Linked DNA regions of Mus musculus: region 2 is linked to region 1. The links are chromatin contacts, called in public HiChIP or PLAC-seq maps. All regions are on one chromosome and are shown on one strand. Each heading gives the region's core, a stretch centred on a gene start, on an enhancer-like site or on the middle of the called end of the contact. The rest is flanking DNA. Distances are from core to core; before and after follow the strand shown. Region 1 overlaps Txnrd2 (thioredoxin reductase 2). Region 2 overlaps Gm41429 (a long non-coding RNA gene).

Region 1 (5,140 bases), core at 1,782-4,281:
ATTGTGGCATCTCCTCTCAAGTGCTGCTTTCGTGGGGTGACTGGAGCTCTGCAGGTTTGACTGGCACTTCCTGGACTGGTAGTACTTCCAAGAAGCCAGGTGCTCTTGTGAGACTGTCACTTGTGTGGGTGTGCCTCCTGGAGAGAAGATTAGGGTCCTGCAGGCTGAGAGGCAGACTGTAAGCCTAGCTTCACAGGTCTGTGTTAATGCCCTTGTGTCTGCTTCCTCCTGCTTTCAGTTCTGACAAGCAAGCCACCCTGTGATTAGACTAATCTCATGGTAGTCATGCATCCATGGAGAATGCTGGCACTAAGAGACACAGAGACACCACACACACACACACGCAGATGGGGTTCAAGGCTGCCAGGGTGTAGGATAGTGACTACTGGGTGAGCAAAGATCTGGGCTCTGGTTTTTAAATGTAGTGTTAAGTCCCAGGGTTCCAAACCACCTTCCAGACTGTCACCTCTGCTGCCTCCCAGGCTGCATGTGCACTGGTCACTGTGCCTTTGTAGCTGGTCCTGGATGCGCATGGCAGTAGAAGCCACCTACAGCTGCCAGCCTCTCTTAGGGAACTGACTCAGATCTGGAAGCTTCATGGCTTTTGTTTCAGTGTCTTTTTTTTTTTTTAAAGACAAGGTCCAGGCTGGCTTCACACCTCACTGTGTAGCTCAAGTTGGCCTTGAGTTTATGATCCTCCTACCTCATTTCCCGAGTGCTGGGATTATTGACATATGTGGCCATTCCTAGAACTTCAGTCCTCCGAGTTCTTGTGTTCATCTTTCAAAGAATAAACATTCCCATTAATTGGTCAATTAGAGGGAGAGGTGGGGTAAGAAAACCAATGCTGACTGTCATCATAGCTCATAAAACAAATGGCCCAAGGTCACTGTCCATTCAACCACGATGCCAGCTTTCGTAGAGATCTCAGTGCATACTCTCAAGACTCCCCCACCCCCAGGAATGTGCCTGCCTGTGGGTGTCTGCCTTTCCTGTGTGTGCTCTGGAGTTGGCAATTTGGACTTGGTAGCCTGAGGGCTGGGGGCACCTGGGAAATGGTACCCCACCTCCTGCTATGGGGCCACCTCAGGAGGAGGTCCGTGGTGCTCATGGCGCTGTGCTAGAACAGATGGTGATCCCTGGCTGCCCGCCCACCCATCTCCTACACCCAGCCTGCTCTGTGGGAGGCTGGGAGGCACACGTGGACTGCAGAAACAGAAGAATCGGATCCAGGAGTCTGCTTGCTTCATGCTCAGCCATGTGGTAGGAGGGCCTAGAAATGGGGTTGGGGGCTACAGCTGGCTTGGAGAGAGTCTGAAGGGAGTTTGAGATGATAGGCCCAGCCATCAACAGAAGGGCTACACTGATGTTGCCCCACTGGATCAGGATAGTTTGTTGGGAGGTGTGAGCTGGGCACTGCTCTTTAAGGAGTTGAGAGCAGAGGCACTGATTGTTCGATGCCCACAGACTTTCTTACCATCTTACTACAGGTGAGGCAGGATGATCAAAGCAGCTCAATTCTGTTTGCAGCTCAAGTGACTCGTAGTTTCCTATCTTAAGTGGCTCAGAGCTCTCACTGTATACATCAGATGCAAAAGTGTTAGGCTTTGTACTTTAGAAAGCATCTCTCCTGTGTGGGCGTGTGCATGGGGTGTTTCCAGGGGCCTGGAAAGCACCTCTGTTCTCCCGGCCTGCTGGGGATCCCAGGATCCCCTGTCCATAGTCATAACATGCTGAGTGGGGTTATATGACCAGCTGGGGCCATCTTGTACTCAGCCAGTAAGTGTGGTTCTGTCCCCAGCTTCTGTGCAGAGCCGCATGCCAGATGGTTCCCGCAGGGCACCTGCACAAGTATTCTGAGGGATCCGCCGCTTTTTGAAATGGAATTATATCATTAGTACTTGCCAGGATTAGTACTGACATCAGGCTTATCCATCCTTACATCACCTGCTCTTGTTCAAAGACTGAAGGGGTGATCTGACGAGCCCACCCACGTGCAGCCGCCCTGGCTGGGAATCCTCTTTTCCCCAGTCCTTTTGCATGAGTGTGCACATATGTGCCTGTGTGTTTGCATGGGTGTGCATATGAGAGGATGTGGGCAGGTGTGTGACTGTCTATGCCAGTGTGTTTATAATGTGTATGTGCGTGCAAAGGGCTTTTCATGTTTGCATGTTCCTGTATGTGTACACATATGTGCATGTATGTGTGAATGCATGTATATGTATGTGGAGTATGGAGCTGGTCATGAGAGCATTAAAATGACTGTTTCTGGTGGGTCACAGTGTCATGTCCTGGCTCTGGCAGGGAGGCAGGGGAATGATCTCTCAGTCTTGGGCCCACGTGTTGTGGGGTTGAGCAGATAGTCATGGGCTCTGGTCATAGCTGCTGCTTCCCATAAGCCTCTGTCCCCATTCTGTTCCTCTTGGTGTCCTGGGACATCCCTGCTTCCATCCTGGCTCAAGAGGTTCTGAGGAGCCTAAGACAAGGCTCACCTGTGGTCAGAAAGAAACTCTGCTTCTGAGGGACATCTCTCAACGTGTTCCCTGGGGTCTGGCGCTGCCTCGGCTTCTCCCAAGCCAGGTGTTACTTATCACTGCCCATGCACCTTCAGCACCAGGCAATTTGCTGGTCCAATCGCACTGTTTGTCGTGTTGTATTTCATAGTTGTAGCTGTTGGGAAGTGGGTTCTGTACTCTGTATCACCTGTTTGAACAGTCTGCTTCCACTCTCATTGGCTTATGAGTACCTGGTGGAAAGGCTACGGGACTCGTCTTTGTCCCAGCTTTGGAACAACAGCATGTGGCTTTGCTGGTACTTAGTGTGCTCTCTGCTGGTTTTCTCTGCAGGTTGGTGGTTGGAGCCAGCTGTATCCTTTTCCAAAGTACAGATGGCCATCTTCAGGAAGGATGCTTAGCCCCTTTCCCATTCTCCCTCCCAAAAGATACTTTGTTTTCCTGTGTGGGGACTCAGCTGGACCTGTCGGGAGGGGTTTGGGCCCAGGGAACTGTTTGAGGCTGACCTTTGAAGGCTACCACTTCCTGAGCCTCACGCTAAGCCAGCTGGGGCAGCTGGAGAGGGCCGTGAGGCAGTCAGGAAGGCTGTGATGAGCATCTCCCTGGAGAGCAGCCCTGATCTGACCTCATTCCTGTGGGAGAAGCAGTCAGATCAGGAAGGGTCAAGAGGGGAACCCTGAGGGGCTTGGGGTCAGGACAGGATGTGGGAGGGAAGATGAAAGCCGCAAGCTGGACATAGGAGCACAGGCCATGGTAGTGCTCCCTGGCTCTACCCACAAGGCTCTTCTCCCTGGGTCTGGCCGGCAGCTCTCCACTCAATCTCCACCCTCTCTCCTGGAGGCTGAGATGAAACACCAGAGCCAGATGGAATCCCATGGAGGCATAACGGGCCAGATAGGTGCTGTTGGGAGAGCTTGAAGCTGGGGCTGGCGGCTTTATGCACTTGAGACTTAGGGTTAGGGAATCTCTGTAGCTTTCACTAGAGGCCCCTTCTGGTACTGAGCAGTAGCATGGGACCTTGGGCTGTTAGAGCAGGGGCCAGGGTCTTTTGCCCCCCTGCTCTCTCTCAGTCAGTTAGTATGCTTTAGCCTGCTGCTGAAGATGTGGCCCTAGAGTGTGCTGGCTTCCTCACTGGAATTGGACTGGATACCACTGTCATGATGCGCAGCATCCCTCTCCGAGGCTTTGACCAGGTAGTGCTCAGGAGCCCCTACTCCTGCCTGGGCTCTGCTTCTCCCATGAGGCCATACTCTTGTTTGGCTACCTTACCCTGCCCCAAGCAGGTGCAGGTATGGCCTTGGGGAGCGGCCTAGATCCTCAGAAACAACTCCTTAAAAGCCAGGCATCTTGGCACCAGCCTCTACTTCTGGCACTTGAGAGGCTAAGGCAGAGAGATCATCTAAGGCCAAGAGTGGAGGCCAACCTGAGCAGCACTTCAAGTCCCATCCCCACAAATAAGCCATTCGTTAAAACTAAGTTTGAGGTTATCACTGAGATGTCAAATATTCTGTGTCCTCTACCAAGGATAGTTCAGTTCCCAGTCATGTTAAACTCTGGTCGCAGAAGCCTAGAAAGTCACCTGAGGATAGAGTGAACTGGAACCATGGTCTCATGCCTCCTGGACCCATCACCCTACCCCACAAAGGTCTTTTCATCTCATGTAGCTGAGCGTGCGGCTTCGTCCCAAAGCTGTGCCACCACAACTGAGGGGGTACATACAAAGCCCTCTACAGGGACACAACATCTGGAGAGTCTCTGAGTAGCCTGCTGCCAGAGATATGTTGGCAGTCGACAGGGTGCAGATGTAAAGGGGCCTCTAGAGAGGAGGGCTGCCGTCTCAGGCCACATGGTAACAGACCCACTGGGCACTGGATAGCGCCGTAACTCCCCTTAGAGGCCTCCGTGTCTGAGCCCATCAGGCATCTGCTGGCGTGTAGAGTGCTAGGCAGCTGATGTGCCAGGTCCTTTGTTTGGACAAATTGAGATGTGGTCCCTGATATAAGGGGCTACATGTAGTCCAGCATGAACCACCTTGTGAGGCAGATGCCACAGGATCTAAATGGTGATTGCTATGCCCTTTAGGAAGCTGTGTCTAGTCACTACTGTTGGCCTGGGAACTGGCCTCAGCTGCAGCTAGGCTGGGGAGACATGAGGCCCCTGGGCAAGGAGGTGGTTGCAACACTTTTGCCAACCCCGAGTCTGGGCCTGTACCGTTGTCTCTGCATTTCTTGGGAGTCAGAGTCTTCTGACAGTCCCCCCACCTCCAGCTTCCTGATGGCGGTGAGCGGGTGTTTGTGACAGTCGGTGGGGACTGGGTAGGGAGTGGAAAGCCATCTAGATGAAGTGAGGCATGATCCCATGGGATCTGGATCCCGTGACCCAGAGAGGAGGCTGAAGGCTGAGTACATCCTCACAGTGCTCTTAGGGTCTGAGCCTGGGAGCCAGGAGGTAGCTGATAGCTCCTCTGACTTGGCAAGGGGACCCAGAGGTGGGGGTAGTGGGCACCCCGCCTTCTTCTCTGGGAGAACCCTTTTGGGACCCCACCAAGGCATGGAGAGCAAGGCGGAGGTTGGGGCTTCTCAGTGCCTGGTGCCAGTAGTGACTTAACCCTCGTGGTGTCTCTTTGT
Region 2 (5,074 bases), core at 687-3,186, 250 kb after region 1:
TCCTGGGCCAGAGGCCACTCACTCCTTGCAAGGTGAGCTTACTTTAAATGATGCTTTAAAAGCTGGGCAACACAATGATCCCTTTAATGAAAACTATTGTACTTTTCCTTCCTAGAATTTCTGTCCCCATCCCCACCTCCATCGCCTCCTGCAGACAGCTGTTGGTACAGCTCTCCTGCACAGGGATTTTTCTTTTTCTTTCTTTCTTTCTCTCTCTCTTTCTTTCTTTCTTTTTTTAAACGTGACTTGAATTTTATTTTATTTTTTAAAGCTTACTATTTTTTTCTTTTTCTTTTTTTTAAATTTAAATTTATTTGTAATTCATTTTTTACACTCCATATTCCATTCCCCACCCCTCCCCATCCACCCTCCAACTGCTTCACATTCCATACCTGCTCCCCACCCCACCCCATCACCGCGTGGATGCCCCCACCCCTCACCCCGGGATTTGTTTTCTTTAACTCTGATAAAACTGTTCTCTTTGAATAAGCTTTGCTTGACTTTCCAACTTTGCCCACCTTGTAATTCTTTAGAACACCTAGATGGTAGAGAAGCACACAGCATGGTTCACAAAGCTCCCCAGGGGAACTCTGTGCAGAGCGAAGCTGGGTGTGGTGGTGAAGTCTTTCGTCCCAGTGCTCAGGTGGGATTCTTCGAAGCTGAGGCTAGCCTGGTCTACAGTAGTGATAGTGAGCTCCAGGTAAGAGTCTGATTCAGGCTTATAAGGCGTTCCCTTCCTTTGCAGAGGGGCAGGGGTCGAGAGGCACCGCCCTCCTCTGGGGATTGCTTGGTGCTCCTATGCGTTCCCTCCTGCCCCAGACCCTTAGCTCTTTTGGGTGTATATTTTATTTCATATGATTTTTTTTTCTGTTGTCAACAACAAAAAGAAAGGAAGGAAGGAAGGAAGGAAGATGGTTGATAACCATAATTGCTGGAAATCAGTAAAAGTTTCTGTATGAAAATGTGATTCTGAGAAATTCGCTTCTACAGTTCTGTGAGCATAGGAGAGTGTCTGCAGGTCTTGGGAGGTGCAGAGACATACAGAGCTTGGACAGGGGTGTTGGTGGCACAGAGGCGGGGTGAAGGCTTAGTGTGGGGTTCTGAGCTGTGAGCATTGTGGGGCCTGGCCACCTGCTCTACCCTATTTCTGGGATTTAAGCTTCAGAACTGGGCACAATCTCAACCATTATCCTCTGCTGCAGAATGAAAACCTCCCCAGCCTTGATAAGCAGGAAGGGAGGTCACCTCACCCGCTCTGGGAACCTGCAGCCTCCACCTGCTGAGGGGCTGGCTCTCTGGAGAAGGGAACACATACCACAGGGGACACCCCTTCACTCTCCTGTGCATAAACACCCTCTCCGCTGGAGAGCTGCCTAACTTTTCTATGGGGTTAGCACTTCTGTCTAGTAGGTCGCACTTGGGCTGCTCTGTCTGTCTGTGGATCTTGTCTCTGGTTTCCATGGTTCGTGTAACAAGTGGGACTCTTGAAGTCAAACAGGTGGGAGGTGTTCCTTGACCACGCATGTGTGGGATGCCATCTGCCTGCAGTCCCACTAGCACCCGAGGCTGACCCCAGGCTCACCAGCGTGTGGCTGGTCACTAGCCCGATGGGAACACGGCACAGAGGCAAGTGTGGCGAGTCACTACCTAGGCAGAACGGGAAGGAGCACATGAAACAGGCTGGCATTGAACTTGACAGAGATGGCAGAGATTAAGAAGGCAGGGAGAACAATGGGGGGAAAGCCAGAACCAGGGGTTTGAGGAGAAACTGTAGGGGCTGCTGAGGCAGAGCTTTCCTGAAGGGAAAAAGAACAGTAAGAAAAACAAACTCCATTTCACAGAGGCAACAATAGAACAATCTTGCTTCTTCTGCCCTCAAGTTTATTGGCCTCCAGAGGCTCTGTGCTTCCAAAGATTAGCCTTCCCCTGGGAAATTAGGAAGCAAATATTAGTTCTCCTCTCATGAGGTCATTCCTTGTAGAACGCTTCCTCGGGAGCTCTGCGCTGCTTGGCTTTCGAAGCCCCATGCCCACCCGGAGTTTCAACCTGGAGTCAGGGAAAGGCTTAGAAATTATCTTTGAATCCCAGGAAGACAAAACAGGAATGGCCTCAAGCAGGGCTTCCTTCTGAAACCTGGGGAAATGGCTACTTCTGCCTGGCCTGAATTCAGGGGAACAGTGCACCCCACCTGCTCCGACTGGCAGTTAAGGAGGGCCACATTGAAGGCAGCAGACTCCCAGCTGTGCTGGCGGGACAAAGCCTTGATTTTTTTTTTTTAAATCTCTGATTAGTCATTGTGTATAAGAAATGTTTTGAGTTAAAATAATATACAAGAATTTCCTTAGAAAAGAAAATACACACGCTCATTTTTTGGATCCACTTAACACACTTAGCAAAAGGACATTTGGAACAACATGACACGTCTTAGCTTCGGAGAAGGGTGGGGTGGACTCATGCCATCACAATGGAGATGGATGTGTGGTTTATTGGCCTCTCAGCCACACACAGGTGAGTGACAGGCCACTGTTATTCAACTGTTTAATGCCAGCTTCTCATAAATCAAGGTGACGCCTGAAAAGATTGAGTCTTTAAATCAAACTGCCTTTTCCTATTTCGAATATAATTTGGGCTGTTGCCAAGGACTCTGGGAAACAGAGGACTACAAGTGCCATTTCAACAAGAAACACACCCATTTAGGACCGGATGCAGAGCTCAGGGCTCCGGACCACTTGCCAACAGAGTTTCACAGTCACATGACAGTGACATACTGCTAATGGGGTTAGCAAGTGACTCATGGTCTCATATCTGGAGAATGAAGACTGGGGTGGGTGTTAGCTTCCAGGACCGCCATAACCAACATGCCAGTATGACAGACTGCCCCGTGGGAATGACACACATTTATTTTCTCCCAGTTCTGCACACTGGAAGCCTGAGGTAAATTTGGGCAAGATCAGCTGCTCCTGAGGCCTGGTTGATGGCCGTCTTTCTGTGTTCACATGGGTCTTCCCTCTGTGTGAGTGTACCCTGATCTCTTGTAACCACACCAGTTGTATTGCTCACAGCTGGAGGTAACACAGTGAGAGCACACTCAGAACCTGTTTACTGAGAGGGGCCGGCCGTCTTATCCTCAGGCTTGCCTTGAGGTTTTGATCATTTTGCTCAGCTTGCTGAGTGCTGGGAACACAGGCATGTGCCGCAACGGATGGCTTTATTTTATTTTATTTTTATTATTCTCTTATTTATTTTACTTACAATTCAGAGTCAGGCCCTTATTTGTAGGCTGACCTATATTTCTGTTTCTTTTGTTGTTGTGTTCTTTTCCTGGGATGGCCTCACTGTGTAGCCCCTCTGGCTTTGGATTCATATTTATCTTTTTGCTGCAGCTTCCTATGTTCTGGAGTTACAGGCATGAACCACCATGACCCATTAAGACATAATTCATTTTTAGCTGAGTCAGTTGTGTAAAAGCTGCCCTGCCGGGAATCTGACACTTTAGCATAGAGTGGTGAGTGCTGTGCAGATGAGCTGGTAGAGGACTGTATTTGAGGCAGGAAACTTCCTGCTGATGGAGAAGGTCTGGGGTGGAAGTGGGGACAGTGACAAGCTGGGCAAACAACCCAGGAGATCTGATTCCCTGCAGCTAAGCATGAGGCTGGGTTCAGCGGCTGACTTTCTTCCTCCAGCGCACCTGAATCCTAGGTGTCCCTGGGGGCTTAACTAGTTCCAGGGCCATCTTTGGGGATAGCCCAGTAATGAGTCTTCTTGGCCTACAGGGTGGAGGTTTGTGTGGAGCTGGGTGGAAAGGAGAAGAGCAGAGTAGAGCTCCCTGTGTCTGGGCCTGGTGGTCCCAGGTTCTTGGCATCTTATTCAAGAATGAAAATAAGATGCATGCAGGTTGCAAAGTAGCAAGAATACTTTATCCAAAGCAAAGTAATAACACAGATTATAAAGTCAACACTGTCAAGTGAGGATGCCCAAGGGCCTCGGGTCACTGCCTGGGTTAAACTTCTTATTGAAGTGGAATGTGTGTATAGCTCAGTGCAGACAAGGGTCCTCAGCTACTAACAGGTTGCTAGGTGCATTGTTTGCAGTAGGGTATGCATGCATAGTATGTGCAGGCAAGGGTGTCAGGGTGTCAAATGTATTAGTAGAAGGGCATGCATAAAAGCATAGCTTAAACCAAGTGGAAATTCAGTTACTAAACTACTCCCTATGCTTGATGCCTCAATGTTCAGGAGGGATAAATGGGGGAAGCAGGAGTGGTTTTGCACTGAAAGCCTTGGCAGAGCTTGGATTTCAGTCATGAATGTAAGCATCTGAAAAGGGCCTTGGCCCAGCTCTGTCTTCTCTTCCTATAGTGGTGAGGGGGGAAGGAGCACAGAGCCTGCTGCTCTGACTCCCAAGAACCCAGGGGAGACCACAGCCTCAGATGCACAGGCCCTAGAGAGACCACTTCTCATACATGTTATGACAAAGTTTAATTTAGAAATTGGACTCAGTAAAACCTAACAGCAATAGCTAGCAATAAACTAGAACAATAGTAATAATAAACTGTAATGGAAGTTATATGACTGTGGTCTCTCTCAAAGTTATACCCCCCAATCCCCTGACCTTCTTCTTTCTTCCTGCACATGAGGTCATGCTATGCAGGCCAGGCTGGCTTCAAATTCACAACCCTCCTGACTGTGTTTCCCGGGTACTGGGACTATAGGCATTATTTGTTTGCGTGTATATATACATATACCTGCAATGGCCCAGTGATGAGCACTGCCGTCCACAGCACTCTCTTGCCAGTTTGGGGATTGGCCACATACCAGGCAGTCTAGACAGCACTTTGGGTTGCCACATAGCTCCATCTAAAATGTGTACAGTCTCGGGGACAGGCTGTTCATTGGATGTTCAAGGTGGGTGAGGATATGAGGAGCAGGCAGTGTGACATTTGAGGGGCATGGCTGACCATGCCTCACTTTGCCATCAGTAAGTGCTATGGAGAAGAAAAAGGTGGTACTCATTTGCTGTCTGTCACCCAGCTCACACTCGGGAAACTTTTGTTGCTTCTAGTCCCTCCTGATGT

What was found. HiChIP or PLAC-seq counts read pairs in DNA pulled down with a chosen protein or histone mark.
Region 2: an H3K27ac HiChIP or PLAC-seq map of T-cell acute lymphoblastic leukemia shows a contact between it and region 1, with 4 times the contacts expected there. The contact joins two enhancer-like sites. A contact is called at or near these places in 1 of 484 Hi-C or Micro-C datasets (cortical neurons), 1 of 115 datasets of contacts at active chromatin or transcription factors (T-cell acute lymphoblastic leukemia) and 1 of 9 other capture datasets (adipose tissue).

The regions. Positions count from the first base shown.
Region 1 is chr16:18,450,875-18,456,014 of GRCm38.p6, forward strand. Txnrd2 (thioredoxin reductase 2) reads left to right here. Exons shown (of 18, transcript NM_013711.3): 9 at 2,847-2,866; 10 at 3,615-3,706. Among named protein-coding and RNA genes, the nearest start is that of Comt, 27 kb to the left of the region's middle. Within about 2 kb of position 3,032, at least 37 of the 459 cell types and tissues checked have an H3K27ac peak or open chromatin away from gene starts, as enhancers often do. A contact at or near this core is called in T-cell acute lymphoblastic leukemia, where this site is marked.
Region 2 is chr16:18,702,760-18,707,833 of GRCm38.p6, forward strand. The region is part of intron 1 of Gm41429 (a long non-coding RNA gene); the gene reads left to right. Among named protein-coding and RNA genes, the nearest start is that of Gm41429, 8.6 kb to the left of the region's middle. Within about 2 kb of position 1,937, at least 63 of the 459 cell types and tissues checked have an H3K27ac peak or open chromatin away from gene starts, as enhancers often do. A contact at or near this core is called in T-cell acute lymphoblastic leukemia, where this site is marked.